2 separate regions of the Callithrix jacchus genome follow, and region 1 is linked to region 2. The links are chromatin contacts, called in public Hi-C maps. All regions are on one chromosome and are shown on one strand. The core of a region is the stretch at or near the end of the contact, and the rest is flanking DNA. Distances in the headings are between cores, read along the strand shown. Region 1 holds the start of MRPS10 (mitochondrial ribosomal protein S10). Region 2 holds the start of MED20 (mediator complex subunit 20).

Region 1 (5,598 bases), core at 1,150-3,649, 310 kb before region 2:
GGTTCAAGCGATTCTCCTGCTTCCACCTCCCAGGTAGCTGGGACTACAGGCACACACCACCACACCAAGCTAATTTTTGTATTTTTAGTAGAGACGGGATTTCACCATGTTGGCCAGGATGGTCTTGATCTCTTGAAATCGTGATCCGCCCGCAACAAAATATTCTCATAAACTTGATCCTTTTATTTTTAATCTTCTCAACAGCCTTGTGAGGCAGGTGAGGTAGAAACTTCATGGCAGAAATAGTGGCTAACATCTATAGCGTATCATTACATGGCAGGCATTGTACTAAACACCAGACATTGGTATTGCATTGAATTCCCACAGCAACTACCGGAAGTAGCAACTACTGTTATCTTTTTTTGGACATATGAGAAAACTGAGGCTCAGGGCAGGGAAGTAACTTGCTCAAAGTCACTCAACTAAGTGGTAAACCTGGGAATAGAAACCAGATTTGAGTATAAGGCTAGAGTTTTTCTTTAGGCTAAAATGCATACATGAAAGCACTTTGGGAAAATAAAGCTTAGAAATGTGCACAAATGGGCCAGGTGCAGTGGCTAATACCTGTAAAACCAGCACTTTGGGAGGCCAAGGTGAGAGGATTGCTGGAAGTCAGGAGTTCAAGACCAGCCTGGGCAATATAGCAAGTCTCTGTCTCTACAAAACAAAAATAAAATTTAAAATGATGGCAAAAACCTGTAGTTCTAGATACTCCAGAGGCTGTGGTGTGAGGATCACTTAAGCACAGGAGTTTGAGGCTGCAGTGAAATATAATCAAGCCAGTGCTCTCCAGCCTGAGCAACAGAGGGAAATACTGTCTCAAAAAAAAGTACTATAGAAGCAGACCTTAAGATGAGAAGAAAATAAAATAAAATAATAAAAATAAATGTTTAAAAATTTGCACAGATGGAAGTTTTTTGTTTGGTTGGTTTTTTGCTTTGTTTTTGTTTTTGAGTCAGAATCTCGGTCTGTCCCCCAAGCTAGAGTGCAGTGGCTCAATCTCAATCTCAGTTTACTGCAACCTCTGCCTCCTGGATTCAAACAATTCTCCTGCCTCAGCCTCCCAAATAGCTTGGATTACAGGTGCACATCCCCATGCTAATACTTGTATTTTTAGTAGAGAGGGGGTTTCACCATGTTGGCCAGGCTGGTCTCAAAATCCTGACATCAGGTGATCCTCCTGTCTCAGCCTCCCAAAGTGCTGAGTGCTGAAATTACAGGTGTGAACCACTGCACCTGGCCTTTTCTCTTTTTTTAGAGTCTCACTGTGTCTCCCAAGCTGGAGTGCAGTGACACTATCTTGGCTCACTGCAACCTCACCTCCCAGGTTCAAGTGATTCTCATGCCTCAGCTTCCCGAGTAGCTGGGACCGTAGGCACACGACGATGACATCCTACTAATTTTTTGTATTTTTTGTAGACATGGAGTTTCACCATGTTGACCAGGCTGGTCTCGAACTCCTGACCTCCGGTGATCTGCCCACCTCGGCCTACGACAGTGCTGGGATTACAAGTGTAAACCACTGTGTCTGGCCTGAAGAAGTTTTTATTACAGCAAATCCCAGTTATAAATCTTTTTATTTGGAAAAAAAATTATGGTGGACATTAATAACTAGTCAAAACACTTTTGGCTTGTTGTAGATGAAGCTAGCCATTGCAAATTCCTACATACTAGAGTAACATAGGGAAATGAATAATTTAGAAAGATTAGTAGGATAGTGGTATACAAAATGGATGGAGCACAAGAATTCAAACTGGTGTGGGGAAGGCAGGATTAAGAACCATAATTAGAAAATCATTGCAATAAGGTAACTAACTGAGTGGCAACTACACCCAGTAATAGTGGCTGACTTTTCTTTCTCTTATTAAATATAGATTTTGTTAAAATTTTGAAAAATGCAGAAATAGGAAAATAAATTACCCATTATTCCACTACTTAAGTAAATGGTGTCAATATATTAGTTTCGGGCTGGGCTTGGTGGCTCACGCCTGTAATCTCAATCCCTTGGGAAGCCAAGGCTTGAGGATCACTTGAAGACAGGAGTTCGAGACCAGCCCACAAAATAACGAGGGCAATACAACGAGACCCCGTCTCTACAAGAAAAAAAAAAAAAAATTAGCTGTGGTGGCACGCGCTTGTAGTCCAGCTATTCAGGAGGCTGTGTTGGGAGGATCACTTGAGCCAGGAGTCTGAGGTTGTTTTTCCTAAAAGGAAAAAAAAATAAGTAAATAAATAAATAGATATATGTGTGTGTGTGCAAGCACACACAGACAATTTAAAGAATATTAAATGGGGCTTGGTAACTATACAGTCACCGGCCGAATCAATTCTATCAACACCGGCCTCGGCCAGCCAACATTCCAGCCCCGAAAGGCACGGGATCGTGTCTCTATGGTTGCTCCAGCGTCGGAACATGAGGATGTACGTTCTCTCCTTTTGCGGAACTCTATGGTCCGAGAACGCCACTGTAACCCCGGAAGGAATCCTGAGAGGTCGGGAGCGGCAAGATGGCGGCGCGAACCGCGTTCGGGGTCGTGTGCCAGCGCTTCTGGCAGGTACCGGGTGGGTTAGGGAGACTAGGAAGGCTGACCGCGATAGTTTCCCTGCCACCAGCCGCTCTGCCCATCAGGATTTTTCCTGATATTTATCCGTCACCTCGCGCCGTTTACAGGAAAGTGACGAGAAAGGGGCTGGTTTAATCAGAATTCTCTCATGGAATTAAACATAAATTAACGAATTCGGGTAAAGATAGGCACCAGGATAATCGTAGAATGTCAGAGCTGGAAAAGATGTTGTACTTCCTATGTTCCAAAACCCCTCCTTTCACGTTTGCAAAATAAGCTGAGGCTCAGAGAAGACAAGACATTTGCCTCGCGAAAATTAGCTGGTGCAAGATCTCAGACTCCATGGAACTAAATTGAGATGCATTCCTGGCACCCAGATTTAGAGGAAGGTCTCGAGCCAGAAGAGTGGGTTAGATATCCTCTGCGCAGTTATTTGGAGGAGAAGCAAAAACTTTTCAGCAGCGGTTCTCATGCTTTTTGGTCTTGAGATCACACTTTCGGAGTTGAGGAATCCAAAGAGCTTTTTTGCTTTTGTGGGTTTTAGCTATCTGTATTTAGCTTTTTAGAAAATAAAACTTAAGAATATGTGTTGATTTAAAAGTAACAATAACTCATTACGTGTTATAACTAACACTTTATGAAAAATAACTTTCTGAACAAACTGAGTGCGGAGCAGCAATGTTTTACATTTTTGAAGCTCTCTAATTTCCGGCTTAATAAAAGACAGCTAGATTCAAATCTGCTTCTGCATTTAATATTTTGATATATCACACCTCAGGCTGTTACGGGAAAACCTCACTGTACACTGGTAAGCGAATGAGTGGGAAAGTTTAAATAAAGTCTTAGTATTATGAAAATAGTTTTGATTTCCTGGATCCTCCGCAAGTGTCTCAGAGACCCCACAGACGTCCTCAGACCACATTTTTGAGAACCACTGTTTTTTCCTTTTGTTCACTATTACGGGATTGTGCTAACAGTTTATACAAATGCTAGAAATGGAGGTGTCATTTAGCCATCATTAGCCATGAACAAACCTTGACCTTTTATTCCATCATGTGTGTAACGTGGTGTGACATGGTTCCCTTTGGGCTGAAGACAGTGACAGCAGGATAGCAAGCAGTTGCTTGCTCTCCAGCGAGGCAAGGTCCTTTCAACTAAACCAAGGGTATAGGAGGCTTGCCTACTTTCAGGATGTTTTTTTAATAACCTGATCCACATGGCCTCTTCTTGCAGCTGCTACTAAATTTTCATTCAGAATATTAAGCTATGGTCCTTTTTGTAATCTTAACTCAAAATTCTAGGAGCTTAACCTCGCCTTTATTATTATTATTATTATTTTTTTTGAGACAATTTTGTTCTTGTTGCCCAGGCTGGAGTGCAATGGCACGATCTTGGCTCACTGCAACCTCCACCTCCAGGGTTCAAGCGATTCTCCTGCCTCAGCCTCCTGAGTAGCTGAGATTACAGGCATGTGCCACCACGCTCAGCTAATTTTTGTATTTTTAGTAGAGACAGGGTTTCACCATGTTGGTCAGTCCGATCTTGAACTCTTGACCTCAAGTGATCTGCCTGCCTCAGCCTCCCAAAGTGCTGGGATTACAGGCATGAGCCACCATGCCCCACCTGAGAACCACTGTTCTTAAAAATCAGATGGTGTTAGAGGTTGAAATTTCTGAACTGTTTCATTAAGACATTTACCCAGACAGCCCTCCCTTCCAAACCACCGCCCCCCTCCCACACACACAAACTCTCAAGAAATACAAAGAAAAATGCAATTTTAAAACTTCTTAAGGTTGATTCGTGGATGTAATAGCACTTTAAACTCCAGCTTTTAAAAGCAGAGGTCTTTAAGGCTGGGCGTGGTGGCTTATGCCTATAATCCCAGCATTTTGGGAGGCTGAGGCAGGCGTATCACTTGAGGTCAGGAGTTCCAGAACAGCCTGGCCAACATGGTGAAACCCTGTTTCTACTAAAAATACAAAAATTAGCTGAGTGTGGTGGCAGGTTCCTGTCATCCCAGCTACTCAAGAGGCTAAAGCAGGAGAATCACTTGAACCCAGGAGGCAGAGGTTGCAGTGAGCCGAAAATTCAGCCACTGCACTCCAGCCTGGGCAACAGAGGAAGACTCCGTCTCAAAAAAAAAAAAAAAAAAGCAGAGGTTTGTAATATTCTTGCTCCTCTTGTACAACTAGATTGTGGGGTCACTGGCATAATTGTTGGGAGGGAATTTTCTATGGGATTATGTCTGAAGAATGGCACATACCTCTTACCACCTTGTATTTGTACCTGATTTCCTTTTTCCTTTTCTTTTCCCCTTCGGTGCAAGAAAGATTATAGAGTTATGATTTGTCTCTATCTTGAGTAAAAAGAGGAAGGACAATAAGCTAAGAATAGGCTTGAGTGGTCCTTCCTGGGAATATGGTGAAACCATATTCCTAGGAAATGTGGCGAAACTGCATCTCTACAAAAGTACAAAAAATTAGCTGGGCCTAGTGGCCCGTGTCTGTAGTCCCAGCTACCTGGGAGACTGAGTTGGGAGGATCACCTGAGCCTGGGAGGTCCGAGCCATGATCATACAACTGCACTCCAGCCTGGATAACGGAGTGAGACCCTGTCTCAAGAAAAATCCAAAAAACAAACAAAAACATACTTAGGTGACCATCACTTGTTTTCATGAAACTTCACTTATGCTAAACCTATTTTCATTTTCTCTTTTTTTGAGATGGAGTCTCGCTCTGCCGCTAGACTGGAGTGCAGTGGCGTGATCTCGGCTCACTGCAGCCTCCACCTCCCAGGTTCAGGCAATTCTCCTGCCTTGGCCTCCCAAGTAGCTAGGATTACAGGCGTGCTGCCACCACGCCCGGCTAATTTTTGTATTTTTAGTAGAGACAGGGTTTCATCATGTTAGCCAGGCTGCTCTGGAACTCCTGACCTCAAGTGATCCACCCTCCTTGGCTTTTCAAAGTGCTGTGATTACAGGTGTGAGCCGCTGTGCCTGGCCTTATTTTCATCTTCATTGTGTTTTTAAGGATCC
Region 2 (5,622 bases), core at 2,182-4,681:
GCTTCCCTCCAACTCATTTTTCACTCTGCAGACAGCAATCTTCCAGAAGCAGGTATTTGATTTGATCAGGCCTGTACTTAAAATTCTCCAACAGCTTCCCATTCTTCCTATTGATGTTAGGATGGTTTCTGAATCTTCTTTAGGCTTGGCTTCTACCTACCTCAACATCATTCATTAACCCAGTCATTGAGCAAACACCCAGCACTTACTATATGTGAGGCAGTGTTAGGGGTGCTGGCTATATCCATGAACAAGAGAAACTAAAAAACTTTGTTCTTATACAGCTTACATTCTAACTGGAGGAGACAGTCTATGACCATACCACCCTGAACGCACTGATCTCATCTAATTGGAAGAGACAGACATAAATAAATGTATAAATATATTGGGTTAAAAGATAACTATTATGGGCAAGGCGCGATGGCTCATGCCTGTAATCCTAGCACTTTGGGAGGCCAAGGTGGCTGGATCACCTGAGGTCAGTAGTTTGAGACCAGGCTGGCCAACACGGCAAAACCCTATCTCTACTAAAAATACAAAAAAAGAAAAAAAATTTGCTGGGTGTGGTGTTGGGTGCCTGTAATCCCAGATACTTGGGAGGCAGAGGCAGGAGAATTGCTTGAACCTGGGAGGTGGAGGTTGCAGTGAGCCAAGATCTTGCCATTGAATTCCAGCCTGGGCAACTGAGTGAGACTCTGTCTCAAAACAAAACAAAACACAATGATGCCTATATAGATCGAGTGGAATGGGCAAAGGAGAAAGCAGTAGAAGAGGTCAGACTGGCAAGGAGGCAGATGGTATAGGGATTGTAGACCCCCGTACCCCAGCTGTTGAGTGTTCTGAAGAGTACGAGATACAGCAGGGCATGGTAGTTCACACCTGTAATCCCAGCGCTTTGGGAGGCCAAGGCAGGGAGGATCGCCTGAGTTTGAGACCAACCTGGGCAACACTATGGGACCTCATCTCTACAGATAATTAAAGCATTAGCGGCTAGGCGTGGTGGCTTATGCCTGTAATCCCAACACTTTGGGAGGCTGAAGTGGGCAGATCACCTGAGGTCAGGAGTTCAAGACCAGTCTGGCCAACATGGTAAAACCCCATCTCTACTAAAAATACAAAAATTAGCTGGACGGGGTGGCTCACACCTGTAACCTCAACTACTCAGGAGGCTGAGGCAGGAGAATTGCTTGAATCTGGGTGGCAGAGGTTGCAGGGAGCCGAGATCACACCACTCCAGCCTACGTGACAGAGTGACTGTCTAAAAAAAAAGAATTAGGTGGATACATGGTGGCATACACCTGTGGTCCCAGCTCTATGTGGGAGGCTCGGGTGGGAAGATAGCCGGAGCCCAGGAGATTGAGGCTGCGGTGAGCTAAGATTGTGCCACTGCACTCTACCCTGGGAGACAGAGCGAGAGACTCTGTCTAAAAATAAAATAAAAAGGAAAGGAAAGAAAAGAAAAAAAGGAGAATATGAGATACTATCTAGGAGGCTACTGTGATAATCCAGGTGAGTCTGTGATAATCTAATGTGAGAGACTGGTGGCTTGAACAGGATGGTGTTCCAAAGTGGTGAAAAGTGGTCTGATTTTGGATATAACTTGATGGCAGAGTTATCAGAATTTCCTTACAGATCAGATGTGGGGAGGGAGGGAGAGAGAGGAGTCATGTTTATCTTTAGCAAATGAAAGAATATCATGCTACTCACTGAGACAGTGGTGAGAGAAGCAGGTTTGGAGAGAAGGTCAGGATTGGTTTTGTACATGTTAAATTTGAGCTGTTTCAAATTGGAGGTGCCAAATAGGCAGTTGAATATAAGAATCTGGATTTCATGAAAGAGATCAGGGCTAAAATATAAAGTTAGGAGTAGTCACCCAAGAGATGGTATTGAAACCATGAAACCTGACAGCACTAGAGAATATCTGAAGAGAAGAGGTCAGAGGACTGAGGATAAGAGGTTGCAAGTAAGAGTCAGCCAACGATATTGAGAAGTGAGGTGGCAGTGAAACAGCAGTGTTGATGTCTTATAACCCAAGTAAGGATACTGTGGGCAGGAGGCCACTATTCAATTGTGTCAAATATTGCTTTAGATGAGATCTGAGAAGTGGATGAAGCACCTCAGAGGTAAGCACTCCCTCCCTAGTAAGAACCTATCAAACGTCAATTCATTTCTCTCCCTTTTTGTCTGCGAAACGTGTTTTCTGCTCATTACACTTCCCATTCGTTTTTCAGTTCTCAGCTTAAAGGTCCTACAATCGGAGAAGCTTCTCAAGACCAATGCTACTGTCACCAGGGAAACGATATTTTATCATGGAAATATATTATTCTAAGAGTCTACGTAATTGTCTCTCCGCTGGGCTTGACTGTAAGGTCCTTAAATCAGACGTGTCTGTATGTTGTTACTTCTGTACTCAAATATTCGATTGAACTTCGAGCATAGCGCAAAGCTCGTAGTAGGTTTTCCATAAATATTTACAAAACCAATGGATAAATGCTAAGAACACTTAGTGGCGCGAGCGATTACTTCCTATTGGCCTAACTTCGGGGGTGCCTAGAAGGGAGTGCCTAAAACTAGGAGTGGGCGCGGAGGTCTCTGGCCATTGCTTAGTCTCCCATTCCATTACTTTTGCAAGTCCCCTGCCGGACACTTTTTAGCTGTCCTCCCCCCCGCCCCCGGCCCCGCTGCTAGCCATTGTCTTGTTCGGACCTCATCCCAGACACTCACCCAGCCGCGTGGTGCGTTCCTGCGGCGCCGCGGGCTTGTCCCCAGTCCCATGCTCGGCCTCGAGCTCCTCCTGTTGCTGCCGTGCTTGCTGCAAAATCCGTCGGCTCAGCCGAGGCCCCACATACTCTTCCTCCTCTTCTCCGGTGCCACGACCCCGCCGCTTCTCCCGGACCCCTGCCCGCAACGCATTCCCAGCTAGGATCTGCTCAGCCAGGGGCGCATGTTTTTCCTGACCCCCGGCCCCACGGGTGGCCTTGAACTTGGGCATTTTTCTTGAAAATACTGCCGGGAAGGTTCGCACGTGGGGACGACGAAAAGGCCAGAATACACTTGGGTGAACTCCCACCTCCCAAGAGGCCACGCTGCGATCACAGCGCCCTCTAGCTATCGGAGGCCAGAAGCGCTATCAGCACCGCCCCTCCCACTAAAAGAGCTCCTGGGTTCCGGAGCTGGACTCCCAAATACATTTACTTCCTTTAACGTTGGCGTCTCTCAATAGTGCAGTCTAAGTCTCGTTCTTCTAGCTTCATGGATCTAAGCCTAGAGTGCTCAGCCAACCGGGAATTTCCGGAGCTAGAAACATGAGAGCGGGAATCCACTGATTATGTCACTGGAGGCGTCACCGACGGGTGCCAAGACACGCCCCATTCCTTGGGGAAGGCGTGGACCCGGCGCTCTGTTTTTACGTATTTCCGGAATCCCTTCTGCGACCGAAGCCTGTGTTGGGGAACTGAAGCAGTTCCTGTGGGCGGACTGGGAACGACGCATTTCTACTGTGTGATCCTGCCACCTTCCTGTCCCGACACCATGGGAGTGACTTGGTAGGACTGCAGGGGTTTTGTGGGGCGGGATTTGGAGTTGTGAAGGGCCGGGAAGAGGTCCTTGACCATGGCCCGCCGTCCTCTGGGAGCTGAGCGAAATGTCCTCGGGTTATCTGGATAAGAGGATACCGTGCGGGCCGCGGGTTCCCTGGGCCTTTTTCCTCGGAGATGCGCTCTTACCTCTTGGAAGGCGGCAGAGCAAAGGTTTTATACCAGGGACCTATCAATGGTTATGTACCTTCTTCCCTTATGGGTACATCTTCCTTCCCGTGAGGCCATAGTACTGTCTGCACTTGGACCTCAAGGTTGGAAATAGGGACTTTGGATTAGGACCTACCTGCAGACAGGGTTGGAGGGAGTAGGTTAAAAGCGATCAGGAGACAGTATTTTTTTTTTTTTTTTTTGAGATTTTCGCCTACCCTTGTCTCAGCCATCAAATGCAGTTAGACCAGCTGGTGTCTGTTTGTAATTTGCCCATTTTAAGATCTTGGGTCTAGAGGAAAAAAGAGGCTATTGATAAGAAGGAGATCGTGGTTCCAGGCACTCTTTAGGACCTGCTTCTCACTATGTTTAATTCCATGGTTGGTCTAGTTTCAATGGAGTTTTTATCTTTCATATGTTTTAAGTCTCAGTTGGAAGATGAGGTGGCAGGGAAAGGTACAACGCTCGCGGAGGCATTAGTTGTAAGGTACTAGGTCCCAGACATTTTTTTTTCTTATCGCAGGAGGTGTGAGCATCTTTCCTGTGGGAGAATCCCGGGGGCCAGGATATCTGAAGCCAGTGGCTGTAGCTCATATAAAAGCGTGTGTGGGGTAAATACTTCTCCTGGTAGCCCCGTTTCTCGCGGGTTTCTCAGTGATTGCACTCTTGTTTCCCACAGTTGACATCCTCCTCCTCCTGTGTTCCTTAATGGAAGCAAGATACGTGAAAGATGGAAATGGAACGGATGCAGCGTAGAACCCTGGAACCCTTTGCTCTTTCTTTAAAAAAAAAAAAAAAGAAATTGGGTCTTGCTATTTTGCACAAGTGGGTTTTGAATTTCTGAACTGAAGTGAGCCTCCTGCTTTGGTCTCCCAAAGTGTTGGCATTACAGACATGAGCCATTGTGCCCTGCCACCCCTGCTCTCAAATGGAAAAGGCAGCTCCAGGGAAAGGATGTAGGGCACGTTGGGAGCCTGATGTAGGGCTGATGGCCCCACAGGGTCGTGGGGTGAGCCTTATGCTGTGCTGAGGCGCAGGATCCGAGAAATAAAGAGACAGGACACAGAAGTACAACAAAAACGCAGCTGGGCTCAGGGTGGAGAGGGGGGCACACCACCTAGAAGCAGAGTCAGGCGAGGCCCCGAATGTCCAGAAGCATGAGTATTTATTGTGTAGGTTAGGGGGCAGGCCAGTGAGTGAAATCATCTTTAAGGATAGAGATAGGGTCGTGAGCAATAAAACATGGGGTCCACCCCCATGAGGTCACCTAGGCCAGGAGGTGGACAGTGCACAGCAAAGGGCCCGTTCCCACAAAGGCAAGGGCCGTGTGCAGTAAGGGGTCCACCCCCATTAGGTCACCGAGGTATGAAGGTGGGCCGTGCTCAGTGTGCAATACTTCTATCTATGGTCAAACTCCTTCTAGGAAGATTTATAGGAGGATGCTTTAAGTCACATAGCAGTGACAGAGCTGTCAGGGTTACCGCCACCTTCTGGCAGCTTCCAATGGGTCCTATGGGAAGATGCTTTTCAAGCAGCACAGTAGCAAGAGCTGATAAAGTTCACAGTCACCAAGGTGGATTGCCGTTCTGAGGGCAGCCTTCCACAAGAACGGGAGCAAGGTCCTACAACTCCTTCATGAGGAGGAGTGGCTCTCGTCCCAAGCCTGCCATACAGCGGGTATCTTTACGATACTGAACGCTGCCGCCTGGGCCATGGATTCTTGTCCTGGCATAACTGTTTTTCCCTTAAATCATGCTCTGCACAGTGTCTGCTCTTAGGCATTCCTCTGATTATAAGCTGCTTATTCCTTAATTCATACTATGTACTGTGTCCACTCTACGCATTCCTCTGATATGAACTAAGATATAGGTATACA

Evidence for each region. Hi-C and Micro-C count contacts between places; a contact is called where the count stands out from the background.
Region 1: a Hi-C map of skeletal muscle shows a contact between it and region 2, with 6 times the contacts expected there. The contact joins the promoter of MRPS10 here to the promoter of MED20 in region 2. A contact is called at or near these places in 2 of 3 Hi-C or Micro-C datasets (both in skeletal muscle).

Annotation. Positions count from the first base shown.
Region 1 is chr4:50,729,635-50,735,232 of calJac240_pri, reverse strand. It overlaps MRPS10 (mitochondrial ribosomal protein S10), which reads left to right and starts at 2,399. Exons shown (of 5, transcript XM_035295637.3): 1 at 2,399-2,551. The coding sequence starts at 2,414.
Region 2 is chr4:50,422,680-50,428,301 of calJac240_pri, reverse strand. It overlaps MED20 (mediator complex subunit 20), which reads left to right and starts at 3,431. Exons shown (of 5, transcript XM_017971085.4): 1 at 3,431-3,545; 2 at 4,426-4,571. The coding sequence starts at 4,477. BYSL (bystin like) reads right to left here and starts at 3,052. Exons shown (of 7, transcript XM_002746535.6): 1 at 2,725-3,052. The coding sequence starts at 2,992.